Regions from separate parts of the Zea mays genome. Here region 2 is linked to region 1. The links are chromatin contacts, called in public Hi-C maps. All regions are on one chromosome and are shown on one strand. Each heading gives the region's core, a stretch centred on a gene start, on an enhancer-like site or on the middle of the called end of the contact. The rest is flanking DNA. Distances are from core to core; before and after follow the strand shown.

Evidence for each region. A called contact is a pair of places that touch in the nucleus more often than the background predicts.
Region 2: a contact with region 1 is called in a Hi-C map of leaf, with 4 times the contacts expected there. The contact joins the promoter of LOC100276012 here to the promoter of LOC103641248 in region 1. A contact is called at or near these places in 6 of 25 Hi-C or Micro-C datasets (ear, leaf and tassel).

The regions. Positions count from the first base shown.
Region 1 is chr10:76,951,629-76,955,678 of Zm-B73-REFERENCE-NAM-5.0, reverse strand. It overlaps LOC103641248 (ent-copalyl diphosphate synthase), which reads left to right and starts at 1,997. Exons shown (of 11, transcript NM_001361169.1): 1 at 1,997-2,276. The coding sequence starts at 2,097.
Region 2 is chr10:77,656,347-77,660,317 of Zm-B73-REFERENCE-NAM-5.0, reverse strand. LOC100276012 reads left to right here and starts at 1,345. Exons shown (of 8, transcript NM_001149906.2): 1 at 1,345-1,658; 2 at 1,864-1,932; 3 at 2,129-2,158; 4 at 2,651-2,683. The coding sequence starts at 1,569.

The DNA.
Region 1 (4,050 bases), core at 748-3,247:
CAAAGTGGAAATTTTCGCCTTGTGGGTAAAGTATACAAACTAATATCAATCGTTCTCATGGTTAAGAGCGAACTTAGGGTTTCCTCACATATTAGAGTTCTCCTAAGGCCTTGTTCGTTTCTACCGGATTGGTGGGTCGGAACGATTCCTGACCGGATTGCTTCTCTAATTTATATAAACTTTGATTAGCTGGAACGATTCCGGGTGCAATCCGACGGAAACGAACAAGGCCTAATATGGTTTGGATTTCGGTAGGTTCTCATATAGATTTACTTTATGTTTATGGCAATTTGAAAGATTATGCTTTCACCTTAATAATAGATGATAACTTAATCAACTAAAATGGTAATGATTAGTCAGTCCACTATATAGTCTTCATATGATTGCTTTAGTGTCACTTACTTATCACAACGAGTACTCAACTTTGCTATTTTCTACAACAACTATGTTGTATATAATGCATCCGCTAGTTAGATGGAGATGGTAGTGATCCAGAAGTATAACGACTATTACCACTAGTTTGGAATTCCATTTTCTCATGGTATTTTTATTTTTCAAGGGAAATTGGTTCATTTTCCCTTGAGAAAATAGAAATTCCTTAGTAAAATGGAGAACCCCATTTTTTCAAGAGATTTCTATTTTTCCTTGAGAAAATGAACTAATTTTCCTTGGAAAAATAGGAATCTCTTGTAAAAATGGATTTCTAAACTAGCACTTAGTGGGAGACCACCCATCAGATTAATTTGAGGTTCCAGGTTTTATAGTTATAAACATTATTTGTTAATCTTTGTTCACTCGTTTCTTGTGTGTAATAATTTATTTATACGATTTATTTAAGTATCATATGATGAAATTTATCTAAATTAATGTCATTGTGTACGTGAAATTGATATTGACACATACATAATTTGTATTTGGTTGTTTATACTCTGTTCGTTTTGGATTAAAGTCGACCGTTTTGACTGCTGCAGCTAGGGATGGGCGGGGCTTGAGCCTCTCCTACCGCTGTCAAGTCCATGGAGCTCCACTAAAGCCTCTCGTAAGAAGGGGTTTCTATACTACAGTGGTTTAGTTTAGTACTTTCCAATTTTTTTTCTGGCTTCGTCTCTGGCTGCAGCTGTAATTTATAGAAACAAAAACATCGTATAAGCAGTAGAAGCCGGTACGGCAAACAGGCTGATAACTGCTACATCAGTACTAATTTAATATGCTTAAGCCTACAGCCGCTTATAAAAGCATACAGATCGATGTAGTTTCTGCACCAAGGCTAGAGCATCCCTGTACAGAGTGGATTGTGATACGGTTAGCATCTTGTATCTAGCTAGCTAGAGTTGGGAATGCAGGCGTCACCCCAACACGTTCCGGTGCTCCGGGCATGGCAACGTCCTTCAATGCGGCCACAACGTTCTCGGCTTCGACGGCCTGGTGGTAAGTCTTATAACAACTATCTTTAAAATTTAAAATAGAGCTCTAAAAATTGAAACATGACTGCATTTAAAATGTTTTAGGGTCTCAAAATTTTTTTACTATAGCAATTAGGTATTAAATAATACTATTTAGGAAATAAATTATATTATTGGGAAATAAATAGCTATAGATTAAGAAGAAACAATGATAGAGATCTAATATATGGGGTACTATATTTAGTATCCTAGAGATCGAGATGAATTTTTATAAGATTGACGCTTTATGATCCTTGGTTCTATATTTCAAAATACAAACATTGTTGAGGGCCTCTCGCGGAGATGCTTCTTGTAATTGAAGTGCCGTCCATTTTTTTTTAGGATTATATTGCCAGTCGGCATTGCATCAAATCCACGAGAAAGTCAATAATTGGTAACTGCCAGGGGCGGAGGGCCCAGTATGGCCTACGCCATATCTCGGCCCATACAAACACCAGCCCATAGATTACCCATACAGCAGCCCACCACGTAAGAAACAGTCCAGCCCAGCTGGTGCCGTTCGCTTGGTGCTTCCTCCCTCAGCGCCGTTGTCCTTTGACCCGGCGCGGCGGTGCCCAACCTCGCTGCTCGTCCGACGCCCGTACGTCGCCCTTCGCGTCCTCCCTCCTTACTCCCTCGCCAAGTCGCCCGACGATGGATCTGCCGCGACCCCAGGCTCCCTGTTGTCGGCGCCCTGCAGACCTACGTCCTGCCCCCTGCTGCATCGATGCGCCCAGGCCCAGCGACCTGCGCGGCTGCGCCCCGGCAGCCGGCGCCCTATGGAAACCCTCCGCTTCGTATCCCCGTGCTGCCGTGCCGCCAGCCTCCGTGAGGGTGAGATCCCCTGTGTCCTTGTTCCTCCTCTGTTTGCACATTGAGATAAGAAGCTTAATGGAACTTTGCTGCTGTATTGATTCATGGCTAGTTTTCAGACATTAAGATATACTAGTTAGTATAGATACCACTTGCACCATTAGCTACCAGATTAAACAGCTCAGCCCGTAGATTGAGTAGAGCGTCCGCGTGAGAGGGGAAGGATGGCGGTACGTCGCCTAGGTCTGGGGTTCGCTTTTTTGCTGCTATGAAGATAACCAGAGCAGCGGCCCGTATGGATGCTGCTCCCTAGAGACTACATTTATTTCATAGCTTCTAGTTGCTAATCGCCAGTAGTATCACAAAAGAATAGCTATTCGTACTCCTTTCTAGTTTCTACACGAGAAGACAAAAGACAAAGAAAAAGCAGTCACCATTGAGGAAGAACTAGTGACCAAATTAGGAAGGAAATAAACAAAAATAAGACATGAAATCACCGCGCAGCCATCCGCGCGACTGCGTCCTGCACTCCTGCTGTCTGCTCCCCACAACTCCTCCGTCTCAACCTCCCGTGTCACCTCCCTCAGTCCACCCAGTCAACCGCGCTTCCGCTCCGCTACTACCTCCTGCCACCGGCGAAGCCCGGGCAGGCTGGGCTCTGGCTCCGCCACCGACTATCTCCGAACTTTTATATATGATGTTCGCACATGTTTTAGACAGTCAGAATTAGTTCATTTGCCTTGTTGGAAAATGTCTTGTATTTCCAACCGGAGGTATAAGAATATATTGCCTCTTACTACATTAAAACTATTGCAAAAGAGCATGATATCTAATAGCCGTCTCTAACCATGTTTGTTGTGTTGGGTTAGATTATCTTCTCGCTTTCACCTTTTTTTGGAATACAATGAGTTTATGCACTACTACCATACCTTATTTTCCGTTTCTCCTTCACTAACTGCATGCCAAGAGAAAGCAATATATTATACTCCCTCCGTTCATAAATATATGACACCATTGACTTTTTTAAAAAAACTTTGACCACTCGTCTTATTAAAAAAATGAGTTACCATTTATTTTTTGTGATTTGTTTTATCACTTAAGGTACATTTTTGAATAAATATTTTGAATGAGACGAGTGATCAAAGTTTTTGAAAAAAGTCAACGGTGTCATATATTTGTGAACTAAGATAATATATGGTCATGGTAGTTTCTTACAACATGATTCCATAATAGGATCGAATTTTGTTAAGTAGAGTGATACATCCTGCATCTCCAAATAAATCAGCTTTTATAGTTATCCTAGGCTCAACTTTTGTAAGTTTGCCCAAATTTATACTTCATTGTCCTAAACTCTTAGCTCCTAAGTACTATACTGAGTTCGGATTCTAAGCTATAGATCATTTTAGTATATAATTCTAGGATAAATTTGTTTAACTCTGATATTAAAATACAATGGTTTCTACGCTTCACTTATTGTGTTGAAAAATTCTGTTCTAACGGCAATACATGGACGGCATAGGTCTATGCAAAACGAAGGGTACAGACAAAGTTTATGATTAGATTATGAATGTACGGTGAATATAAATATACAAGTGATGCTCTCGACTTGGCTAGTTTCTCTTGTCTTCTATTATTACTAGGATCTCTTAGCCGCCGCCGCAGGTTCTTAGATCCTCCGATGATGACTACTATAGAGCACCTGCAGATACGCATATTAGTTATATATATATTTTCTGCAATCATCACAGTATCACTATATACTAGAGATTTCTGGTTCTTGATCAATTAGGACTCG
Region 2 (3,971 bases), core at 96-2,595, 710 kb before region 1:
CGCCGAGGCGCCACCGCCGAGCACGAGCTGTTAGGGTTAGGTGACTGGTTTGGGCCGGGGCGGCTTGCCGGCTTGAGCTTTAGGCGCTTCAGCGCTTGCTTTGCTTGTGGGCCTATTAGGCTGCTCCGCTCTGCTGCAGCGCTGCTGGTAGCCTGGTACTTACGCAGTTACGTTGTTACTGGGCTTGGCTCGCGAGCTTGTGCGAGCTGGCTCGGCTTGGCTCGAGATTTTGTCGAGCTTGCTAAACCGGCTCGGTTCGGCTCGCCGGTAGCTCGCGAGCCGGCTCGAGCCTGCCCGAGCCGCGACGAGCTCGATCCGGCTTGCCGAGCCTGAGCTTTTTTTTCCAGCCCTAGCGGCCGTCACATGGGGTGGGGGCGGTGGCGTGGTGGTGGAGCTCGAGCGCGACTTCTGAGATGAGGAATTTGTGGCGCGGAGAGGGGCACAGCGGATGGGTGTGTGCCAGGGAGTCACGCGGGGCAGGGGTCCGCTGAGGAAGATGTAACTGCATGAACAACTCCGCATCCTTGCGTGGATGCAGAGGATTGTTGGGGGAGGTCAGCGTGGCGGCTATGGTGTCGGGGAGAGAAAGGAGAAAGACGGGAGCGGGAGGCGAGATTCAGGGGATTGTTGGGGAGGCGACCGCAGCGGGCACGGTGTCGAGAAGAGAAAACTTCGGGAGTGGGCACCCGGGCGGATGGAACGGTCCGGTTTGCCTGACGGTGATCATGGAGGAGGACAGGGCAGTGCGCGGCGCGGGAGGGGTGCAGGAATGACGGGAGCGGGGGCACGGTGAAGTGTGGACGCCCACGGTAAAAGCTTATAGAATAGTAGAGATTTAAGAGGTGCTCATTTGATATTTATTATTTTTGGCAAAAGACCCACTACCCATGACAACTTCAGGTGAAATTACGCACCATTACCACTCCTTAAAAAACAACGTTTCAGTTACTTTTTCTTGCTCCCGCTACATAACACGACTAAAATCAATAATAAAAGTTATAATAAATTAGGTTGCCAAATAGCTACATTAAAATTATCTAATCTAGATTATTTAATTTTATAATTTAGATTATATAATCTATAAGCTAAAACAAATAAAAGTGACAAGGCAACATGTGTCTCACATGCACATAGTCAAAAGCGCCGGCCCAGCTCGTTGACTCCTCGTCCCCACGCCGAATGTGTCCTACTCCTCTGCCATCATCACGGCCCAGATCGATTTGGGCCGCACTACAACTACGATTCATCTCGGAACAGCCCAACTAGCCCATTCAACATTCCTGTAAGCGCGGAGTCGGCGACGCACGGGGAGAAGTCGAACAGCGGCCGCGCGCGGGGAAGTTGCCCGGCGGCGGCGGATCTCGGAGGCAGCGACGCGCGGGTGGAGGAGCTCAGTGACAGCGCCAGTGCCTATCGAGCGAGCGAATCGAGGAGATTCTCCCCACTGTTTCTTTCCTGCTGATTCCGATTTCGCGTTGAAACACCGGGGGGAGAAGAATTGCGGGCGACCATAACTCGGCAAGAAGCGGCTCCAAAAAGGGCATCTACCTTTGCCGATTCCGGCACCGATGGATCCCGCGGCGTCGGGGAGGTTCGACAAGCTCCAGAGCTCGTTCAAGCTCTCCATCCAGTGCCTCCTCACCGCCTGCTCCCGCGAGGTTGGTTAGTTTTTGTTCGTTGGCTAGCTCTCTCGCCCCACATCCCTTCCTCAACTCCCGTTTCCTCCCTTGGCGATGCTGGTCTCGCTACGGTTTGAGCCAGCAGAAGAGCACATATCCTTGATGACGATTTGATTTCCCAGTTGTTCGTGCTACAGAAATCTGGGTTAAGCATACGATTGACTTATGTTCTTGAGCGTTTCAGGATGTCAATGACGCTTTCTCGTCCTTCACTGATGCTGAGAAGGAGCGTTTGCACCGGATGCTCACCCTTGTGAGTGTCCTGATCCATGCACTGTCCAATAATTGCTGCGATTTGCAATGAACATGTAAATTATTTTATCATTGCAATACCTACTAATTTGAATAACACGCAAAGCTAAGTTCTGTATCCAGCTAGTGAATGTGTGACTCGTGTAGATTATGCTAGTGTGAGTGTGTGACTCATGTAGATTATTCCATTTTTTCAGGTGATGAAGAATCTGCATGCCAACGTAGTGGTACAATTTTTTGTTCCAAGCTATTCTCTGCATAGTCTTTTTGCATTCAGATTTTGTTCAAATACATGCCACTGTTGACTGTACCATGGATTTCTTGACCACGCTTCCCTTTTGTAGTGCCATTACATTCCTAGCTTACTACTTTATTAGCAATGAGGACATTCTGTGATTAGAAACAAAACCTAGGCTAAGGGTTATGTTATGTTAACTGTTTATTATATAATGCCTTTGTGCCTGTCTCTCGCTATGTTTTCTGCTGCCTCACTTGCACGGTTTACCACTTGTATCTAATATATAAGCTTGCATTCTTAAATTACAAAACTGATGTCCCTTCTGTTCTGTTTGCCAAGCCCACGAATGTAACTGCCAATCTGCTGGGTGTGTGTGTGTGTTTCTTCTATTTTGTAAAACCTTTTTTCTTCTCTTATTAATGAAATGATAGGCAGCTCTCCTGCGTATTCGAGAATAATTTGTTTTCTCTTCATATTGCAGGATGAGTTTGACGACTTCTGCCAAGAAACACAGGTACTTTTGAAATCAGTATTTTCTGAAACATGTTGACATACTTTCATCACAATTTGTGGATTTTCGACAAAATTTGTTTCTGGTTAATTAACAGTTCAACTCAGTGAGACTTTCGAGAGAAAAAAAAGTTCAACTCAGTGAGACATATTACCGTTTAGATATTGTTTATATTCATACTTCTAGGTGTAGTACTGTAGCAGCACTATCAATATAAAAGGAGCTCTTCCCACCAAATACTATGGGAATTCTTTTAAATTCAATGGGTTGGACTGGTTGCGATTTGGTTGCACTTCACCACAAAGTATATGAGAGTATCATTCATGAAGAGGGTGAAATTGTACTATATATTGTTAAATCCATAATTTAAAGGCATCTTATCCCCTGTTTCTACTGCTATAAGATGTTACAGTTTAGAAGTTCATTGTTCAGCAACTGGTTTTATCAATCAAGTAATCAGCAAGTAGTGGCCACACACCACTTAATAGCCTTAGCCTGTGCTCCTCCATTTCTTTGTATTTTATTGTCTTCTTAAGAAAAGACTCTGATCAGGGGGGCGACATTCCCCAGATTTTTCCGGTAAGAAGTTTGTGCAGACCTTCGAACCTGGACAGGTGATAGGGGGTTTCATCAACTCTCGAACTTCAACAGTCTTACCAGTGCTAGCCTCCATTTTTTTTGTCTTCTTGTCTCCTAATTTCTTCCATATGTTCCCACTTCCCAGTCGCTGTTTAGAAGAGCTGCTTCATCTTAGATCTGGAGTTTTTGTGCTCAAGGATCCTAAGACAGTTTTTGTTTATTATAGAAGGAAAACAGCTCAAACAAACAACTCAGGAGATTTTTGGACCTGGAGCTCTGCCAAACCCTTACTCCCTTTTCAGGATTCTTGCCCTTAGACTGTGTCCAACAGTTCACCCATATGGTCACCTAAAACATTATTTTTCATTGTAAACTGCACTGTTCGTAGAGTGAAGTTTGAATATGGGTATGAGTATGTGTAAGCTGCTGGAGATAGCCTTAATGGCATTAGCAGGCTAGCACATAACAACCATTCTTCTAATTTAACAGAGAAACACATATAATAGTAGAATGATTTCTCATCATTATAAAGCAGTGCGGACGTGCACTTGGTGTTTTCTGGTTTCTGGTAGACCGGACATGAAAGTGAATGTGTTATTGGGTTTTGAATTGTGCCTGGGACGACAGTAGAGATGAACATGATATGGAGAAAATGGGGCAGATAATTTTGACGTGATTTTGACCATGGCTGCTACTCAATATCCATCAATTC